2 separate regions of the Sus scrofa genome follow, and region 1 is linked to region 2. A link is a contact called in public HiChIP or PLAC-seq data. All regions are on one chromosome and are shown on one strand. The core of a region is the stretch at or near the end of the contact, and the rest is flanking DNA. Distances in the headings are between cores, read along the strand shown. Region 1 holds the start of STK40 (serine/threonine-protein kinase 40). Region 2 holds the start of THRAP3 (thyroid hormone receptor-associated protein 3).

Region 1 (3,627 bases), core at 888-3,387, 130 kb after region 2:
GAACCTGCATCTTCATGGATAGTAGGATTCGTTTCCACTGCGCCACAACGGGAACTCCCTACATGTGCTAACTTTTTAAATCTTCTTAACAGTCTATGTTATCACCCCTGTTTTATAGCTGAGGCTCAGAGAGGTGAAACAATATGCCCAAGGTCACACACCTACAAATCTGCAGAGTTGGAATTTGAACTCAGGAAGTCGGCTCCAAAGCCCACTCTTAACCCCTTAACCAAGTAATATAGGGTACTTGCCTCTCCAGGCAAGGACACTGTTAGCATGTGGGGAATGAATGAATGAATGAATGAGAACTATCTCCAGACTGCCTGGATCTCAGGAATAAACAACCGGCACAGCAGGGCTACTAAGGAGCACTGGCCCAGCTTGAAGGCACTGTTTACAAACAAGGATTCTTTTGGCCTTACAATTACATATCCTGCTCTTCCTTAGCTAATGCAAAGCCAAGCCAAGAAGGAAAGTGCCCAGCCCAGAGTGACTACCCTCTTCTTCACTGCTCTCAAAACTGAGCAAAGCCAACCGGTTTCCTCCTGTGACTTAACACAGCACAAAGTCTATCCTGCCAGCGAAGGCGGCTGTCATCTCTTCCTTCCGCCAAAAAACGGGCATCAAACCTAGGGAGTGGGGGTGAGAGAGAAATCCCAATGTCCCTACCTACGGGCTGAAAGGTGGGGCCAAGTGGTGTGGGAATGGGCGGGCCTGATAAGGCATGGCAGGTGAAACAGTGACCATAGCAGCAGGCTCTCTCCTTGGAAAAGGCTAACCAAACGTAGCACCGGCAAGCACAGGTAGCTCAGACTCGCACCTGTATGCCGCCCGGAATTCGAAAATTCCCCAATAGCGATGGTGCCCGTGCCAGCGGGTTAGGGTTCCTGGAGGAAGCCCTGGCTGGTCCTCCCTGGGGACTCGTTCCAACTTCCAAGTCACTCTCGGGATCAGGAGGGCAGCATGGAGAGGCAGAGGGCGTCTTTTGGGAAAAATCTGGCTGGTTCAAATCCGGCACCTTCACTGACTGGCGGAGTGACTCCGGACTAGGCTGGCAGTGCCACCTCCCAGGGTTGCGGGGGGACCGAGACTCTCCACAGCCGTCCGGTACTCGGCACCCGGGAAGGGCAGACCCGGTAGAGGACCGGGTATTCGCTGTTGCCGTTTCTGTTGCAGCCGGACAGCCTCAGGCTGTCACCCTGGTCCCCGCGCCACAGCCCCCGAGGCCCGCCCCGCCAACCTGCACCCCCCCCCCGGCGCCCGACTCCCCGCTCCAGAGCCCCTCTCTCACCTTCCCCCGGTGCTCAGCGCTACTCGCCCATAGTCCGTAGCCCGGAGCCGGGGCTGCTCGGCGCTCCGTCCCGGGGGGCCGGGGCCGGGCCGGGGGCGTGGGAGCCGCTCACCGTCGCCTCTCAGCACAGCAGCCCCATCCGCCACCACCGCCGCCGCCTCCCTCCATGGCTGCGGCGCCGCCACCTGACAACGGAAGTGACGCACCGCCCCCTCCTCCCGGGCCGAGCCACAGCCCCGCCCCTCGCTGGTGTCTACCGCCCAAGGCGCAGGGATTGGGCGCCATCTTGACGATGGGCGGAAGCCTTCAGGCAAGAGGCCAGAATCCGACGGAGGATTGGTTAAGGGCGGGGCCCTGGCCGAAACCTGGGGAACGATTGGAGGCCTAGACTCTAAGGGGCGGTACTTACCGCTTATCTATGTCAGCTGTGAGCCAGGCCAGGAGGCACCGCTCCCGCCCCGACTTCACTGAGCCTCTGGTGCCCTACACTTGCCCTCCCGGGCTTGGAGACGTGTCCAGCAGTCTGAAGATCGGCCAGCTGTAGTGTATTTATCAAAAAAGTGATTCTTCCTTGACCCCCATTTCTCGGTTTCTGGAGTCCTGAGCGGAGAGCGCTGCCGTGAGGTTCAATCAATGACTGGAATTCCTGTCGCAGCCCTCACAATTCATTTCCCTCTGGGCCCCTCGGTTTTTTAGAAACCCCGCTTCAATCTGAAGATCTCTGGAGTCTTGACCAAGGAGGTTTACAGTAAAGAGTTCCTATTAGCTATTCCAGCCACCTAACCTCAGCCCCTCCTGCAGCAGTTTCGGTCCCTTTCTCCTCCTCCTCCAGCAACCACGCCCTCCATGAATCAGCTTCTTGCACCAGCAGATGAGCCCTTTAAAGGGATTGCATCAGGCTGGTGACTCACTGCGGCCCTTTGAGAGCCTGGCTTCCCTCTGCTGGTTTGCAGAAGCAGCTAAAAGGGCTCCGTCGCAGCAGCACTAGCGACCAGGGCTCTATTCCTTTGTCTCCGAGGTGTGAGCCAGGGTGTTTGCCGCGTCTGACTGTTGCGTCTGACTGTTTAACTCCGGGGGTGTCATTCTGTATCCCTGTGTGGGCACACGTGTTCAATCCTGTGTGCATTGCTGCGTTTCCCTAGGGTGTGTGGCTGGCACTTATCTGTCATTGCCTACACAGGCAGTACTAGGACGGGAGAGTTGGTGTGAGTCTGGCTACTTCCTCCTGTGTCCATCTCTTTGTCTCTGAGTGCCTGGTGCACGCTGAGCTGACAGGGCTGAATAACAATAATAAAGAGAGCTCCCACTGTGCTGTCACATACTATGTTAAGCACTTTAGAGACATCAGCCATTAAGGGTCTGTGAATAGATGGAGAAGCTTGAGCTCCAAGAGGGAAAGTAACCTGTCCAAAGACACACAGCTAATAACGGCAGGGCTGTGATTTGAACCAAGACTGGCAGATGCCGAAAAGTTTGGATTTGAGTCCTTGCTGTATCCCTTACAAGGTGAGTGACTGTGTGCAAGTTCTCTAACCTTCTCTGTCAAAGTAGAGGTAACATTTGGTGGGATCAAGTGGGTTAAGAATCTGACTGCAGTCGCTCAGGTCGCTGTGGAGGCTTGGGTTTGATCCCCAGCCTGGTGCAGTAGGTTAAACGACCCAGCAGCTGAAGCCTGGATTCATTCCCGGCCTGGGAACTTCTGTATGCTGCAGGTGAGGCCATTTAAAAAAAAAAAAAAAGAATGCTCATAGTTACTGAGCAGTGGAAGGCTGAAAGTCAAGTACAAGGAAGCCTGGCCCAGCCTGGCCCCGCAAGCTCCTCTCTCTGACAAAGGGAAAAGCCTAGGGATTCCGGAAGCCCTGACTCTGACAGGAATGAGTGTTGGGTTTTCCAGAGCTCTAATTATCAGCTAGATGAATCACTTGGAGCTGACACCACCATCCCACCCCCAAGAGGCTCTCAGCAGATTCAAAATAGAGAATTTTAACAAAGAGGAGGAAGAGAAAGAGGAGAGTAGAAGAGGTAATGAATAGAAAGGAAAGGTGCCAGTCAGAGGAAATGAAAAATTGTCACCAGGACACCAACATGAGACCTCTCTCTCTCTCTCTCTCACACACACACACACCACACACACACACACACACACGGTGACATGCTCTCCTGCTGGCTCTCTAACTCTGGGCATACTAGCAGACAGCACTGCCATAACAAAGTGATGCCTGTCACAACAGCATGAGATGGTTGCTTGATGAGGTACAGGCAGATCTGCCTATCACAGAAGGAGAGGAGGAGACCTTCAACCCCAGGGAACGTCCTTAGGCTTCTGAAACAGAGCA
Region 2 (3,433 bases), core at 158-2,657:
GAGACTCATCTTGCATTTCTGTGGTGGTGGTGTAGGTCAGCAGCTGCAGCTCTGATTCAATCCCTAGCCTGGGAAATTCCATACGCTGCAGGTTCGGCCCTATAAAGGAAAAAGAAAAAAAAAAGAAAGAAAGAAAATTAAATTGAATCAGAATCTTTTAAGAAGCACTACACAGCATGCAGCTCACAGTAAGTGCTCAAAGAAGGAAAAAAAAGAGTAAGCAGTGAGGCCAGTAAGCATGAAGGCTGATGGTGGCACTAAGATTTGAGTTGAGCCTGGTGAGTTTTTCTTGCAGGAAAGGCAGATTCCTTCAATATCTTTTCACATTTATTCTGTTTACTTTGCCCTGGGGATGCAGAACTCCAGCAAAACAGATCTCTGTTCTCAGCTCACAGTCTGATGGGGAAGACAAACACAGTTCTTGATAACTATAAAATAAGATGGAAAGGTACTATGGGAGGACAGGGACCAGGAGGAGCTAGTAAACTTGGAGAGCTTCACAGAAGGGGTGATTTTTGAGCTCAGTCTTAAAAGATTCAAGTTCAGTACAGCGGGAATTCTAGCGGAAACCAGCCTATGCAAAAACCCCGTGGAAAAGCCCTGGCTCTCAAACTTATATGTGCAAAAGAATCACTAGAGAGGTTTGCTTATTATGCACATTCCAAAGCTGTACTTCCCAGGAAACCTCTGGTTCAATAGGTGATGGCATCCATTTTAACGAGCTTCACAGGAGAACACTTTCCGAAAACCCCTTTACTGAAAACCTCTTTACCTACTCCCTTTGTCACGGAAGTGGGGGGGAGCGGTGGCGGGAGACGAGTTTGGAGAGAGCTTTGCCCAGGTGGGCTTCTGGGTCTCCATAGGAAGTCACACAATCACAAAAACAACTTCGTTTTGAGGCGCGCTTTCAGGAGACTAGACGCTTTCCTTGCGCCTTACTTTCTCGGAGCCTCACAATTCAGCGGAGTAGAAATTACGAGCCTCATTTCCTTGGGGAGGAAATTGAGGCTCAGAGAGGGGAGAAGATTTGCTCAAGGTCACAAAGCGAGAGGTGGCAAGGCAGACACCCAACGCCAAGCGAGCGGATTCACACTTCAGGCTTTTCCACAACGCAGGCAGGCCACGAGTAGGTGGGGCTCAGGCCCTCCCTACAGGATGGTTCCAAAATGGTGGGGGCCCTGGCGTCAGCAACGCCCCCGCCCCTTCCGTCCACCTCCCTCCTTCTTCCCCAGGCCACCCAGGCGGGGGGAGGGGGGATTGGAGCAGCCCACGTGACTGCCAACAACCTGGCTCGTGACGCAAAGCGGCGGGCCCAACACTCGCCTTGCCTTGTGGGAAACGTAGTTCCGTAGACCGTCAAGTTGGCTTGAAGGGCCGGGCCTAAGACTACATTTCCCAGGAGGCCGCGGGGCGACGCCGCCGCTACCGCCGTCAGAGAGCGCGGACGCGGGGCGCGCTGTCGGGCGGGGGCGAGGTTCGGGCCGGTTGTGCCGTTGCGAGGCTGCAGCTGCGATCGCTGCGGTGGGCCCAGGTAAGTGAGGGCCCTTGATCGGGATTGGGGCAGCTCAATCGGTTTTAGTCATTTCGTTTTTTAGCTTTTCTCTGCGGTTGCTGGCTCAGCGTTCTCTGGCAGGCCCTGGCGCGGAGCCGCTCCCCCGCGCCTACCCCCCGGCCTCCTCTGAGCGGGCCCCGCTCTCTCCGGCTCCTCCCCCTCCCCGCCCTTCAGGGCTTCCCCTTGCTCCGGCCTAGATCCCGACGTTCGGGGCCGCCTTTTCTCCGGAGCAGCTTCTACCCTTTTTTGCTTCCTTGAAAGCTGCCAGGGAGAGGCCTTCATTTCCTTCATCTCCCCCTTTAGTCGGATGAACCCCATTATTTGGATTTCTCCTTTTCCCGGAACTCTTGAGTACCCTCCCCCCCACTTAATCTCCATTGGCCTGGTTCTGTCTTCTAGGGCGCATGTGGTTGGCACTCAATAAATGTTAGTACCTCTTCCGTTCCTTTCTGCCTTGTGGCCAGAGGAGGCATAGTCCAAATTTATCAGCCACGGGAACATTTGTGCGCCCACTTTCATTTCAGTCTCTTGGACTGGAGGTGAGGCCGACTTGCCTTCCTTTAGTCATCCATCGGCTTGTGTTCTGCTTCAGTGAGGTAATTTTCTTCGCCTTCCCTAGCACCCAGGGAACTTTTATCAGCTGTTCTCTTGGAGTTAATCTTAGGGCAGAAGCTGGCAAGTAGCGCTGGCGCCCAAAAGTTCGAAGCCATTAGTGGTAGTACAGTGTTTACGGGGAGGTTATTAATTGGATTGAAGGAAACACCTGAGAGTGTATCCGAGCCTGGCAAGAGAGAGCCAATGAAGATTCTGGTGGCAGCATAACAGAAGGATCCCGGAGCCATCTGCCCGAGTTCAAGTTAGGTTTCAAGTCAAGGGGCTTCACTTCCAAGTGTTCTTATCTGCAAAATAGTGATGAGTAACAGTGGCCACTTTATAGGGTTACTGTGACGATTAGATGAGCTAAGCTGAAAACCGCTTAGCTCGTTACCGACAATAGTATTACGTACTATTATCGTTATCACCACTTTTAGGATTTATAGATTGTGGGACCGCAGTGGAAAGGCCTTTATCACATCATCATTTTCTTTCCCTTTCAGATGGCCTTCCCTTCCCTAGTTTGTGGAAATACTGTTTCTTGTAGTCTGTCCTGTTATCTAGATGACCCGATGTGTGTATTATTATATAGTTAGAAACCTATTAAAGAGCCAAAAATGGCTGCTGCCATGAACAACTTGTGTGACAAATTGGGCTTAGTTTATTCTCTGCTGGAAAATTTGTGAACAAGTGTACATATCTAAGCGATACCAAAATTTTTTTTTCCTGCACCCATTTAGACTTTATTGTATTTTGCAAAAGAGGTCAATTGAAGTTTCTGTAAGGAACCGTTTAACTAAAAGCCTTTATGTACAGTACAGTTCCATCTCTTTGTGTTTTAAATCTCTTAGCGCCAGTGAAAAATCTCTGGTTTGGGGGACTGATGGTTTTATGTGTGTATGTGTCTTTTTAGGGCTGCACCCATGGCATACAGAAGTTCCCAGGTTAGGGGTCAAATCAGAACTGTAGCCTTTGGCCTATACTACAGCCACAGCAAGCCATATCCGAGCCGTGTCTGCAACCTACACCAAAGCTCACCGCAACCCCCAATCCTTAACCCACTGAGCGAGGCCAGGGATAGAACCTGCATCCTCATGATTAGTAGTCAGATTCGTTTCCGCTGAGCCACAACGGGAACTTTGGGACTGATGTTTTTAGTCTGCAGGCTAGGTACAGTCTGATTTTAGCGGTAGTGGTGGTAATAGTAGTAATAATAGCAGCAAGGGCAATCGTAGTAATTCTTTAGCATGTTTCATTTGTTCTTTAACACCAGTCTTTTTGGGGGGG

What was found. HiChIP or PLAC-seq counts read pairs in DNA pulled down with a chosen protein or histone mark.
Region 1: a contact with region 2 is called in an H3K27ac HiChIP or PLAC-seq map of alveolar macrophages. The contact joins the promoter of STK40 here to the promoter of THRAP3 in region 2. A contact is called at or near these places in 1 of 5 promoter capture datasets (liver), 1 of 47 Hi-C or Micro-C datasets (heart right ventricle) and 2 of 2 datasets of contacts at active chromatin or transcription factors (alveolar macrophages and skeletal muscle).

Annotation. Positions count from the first base shown.
Region 1 is chr6:92,482,226-92,485,852 of Sscrofa11.1, forward strand. It overlaps STK40 (serine/threonine-protein kinase 40), which reads right to left and starts at 2,138. Exons shown (of 11, transcript XM_021095940.1): 1 at 1,701-2,138.
Region 2 is chr6:92,348,614-92,352,046 of Sscrofa11.1, forward strand. It overlaps THRAP3 (thyroid hormone receptor-associated protein 3), which reads left to right and starts at 1,408. Exons shown (of 12, transcript XM_021095929.1): 1 at 1,408-1,531.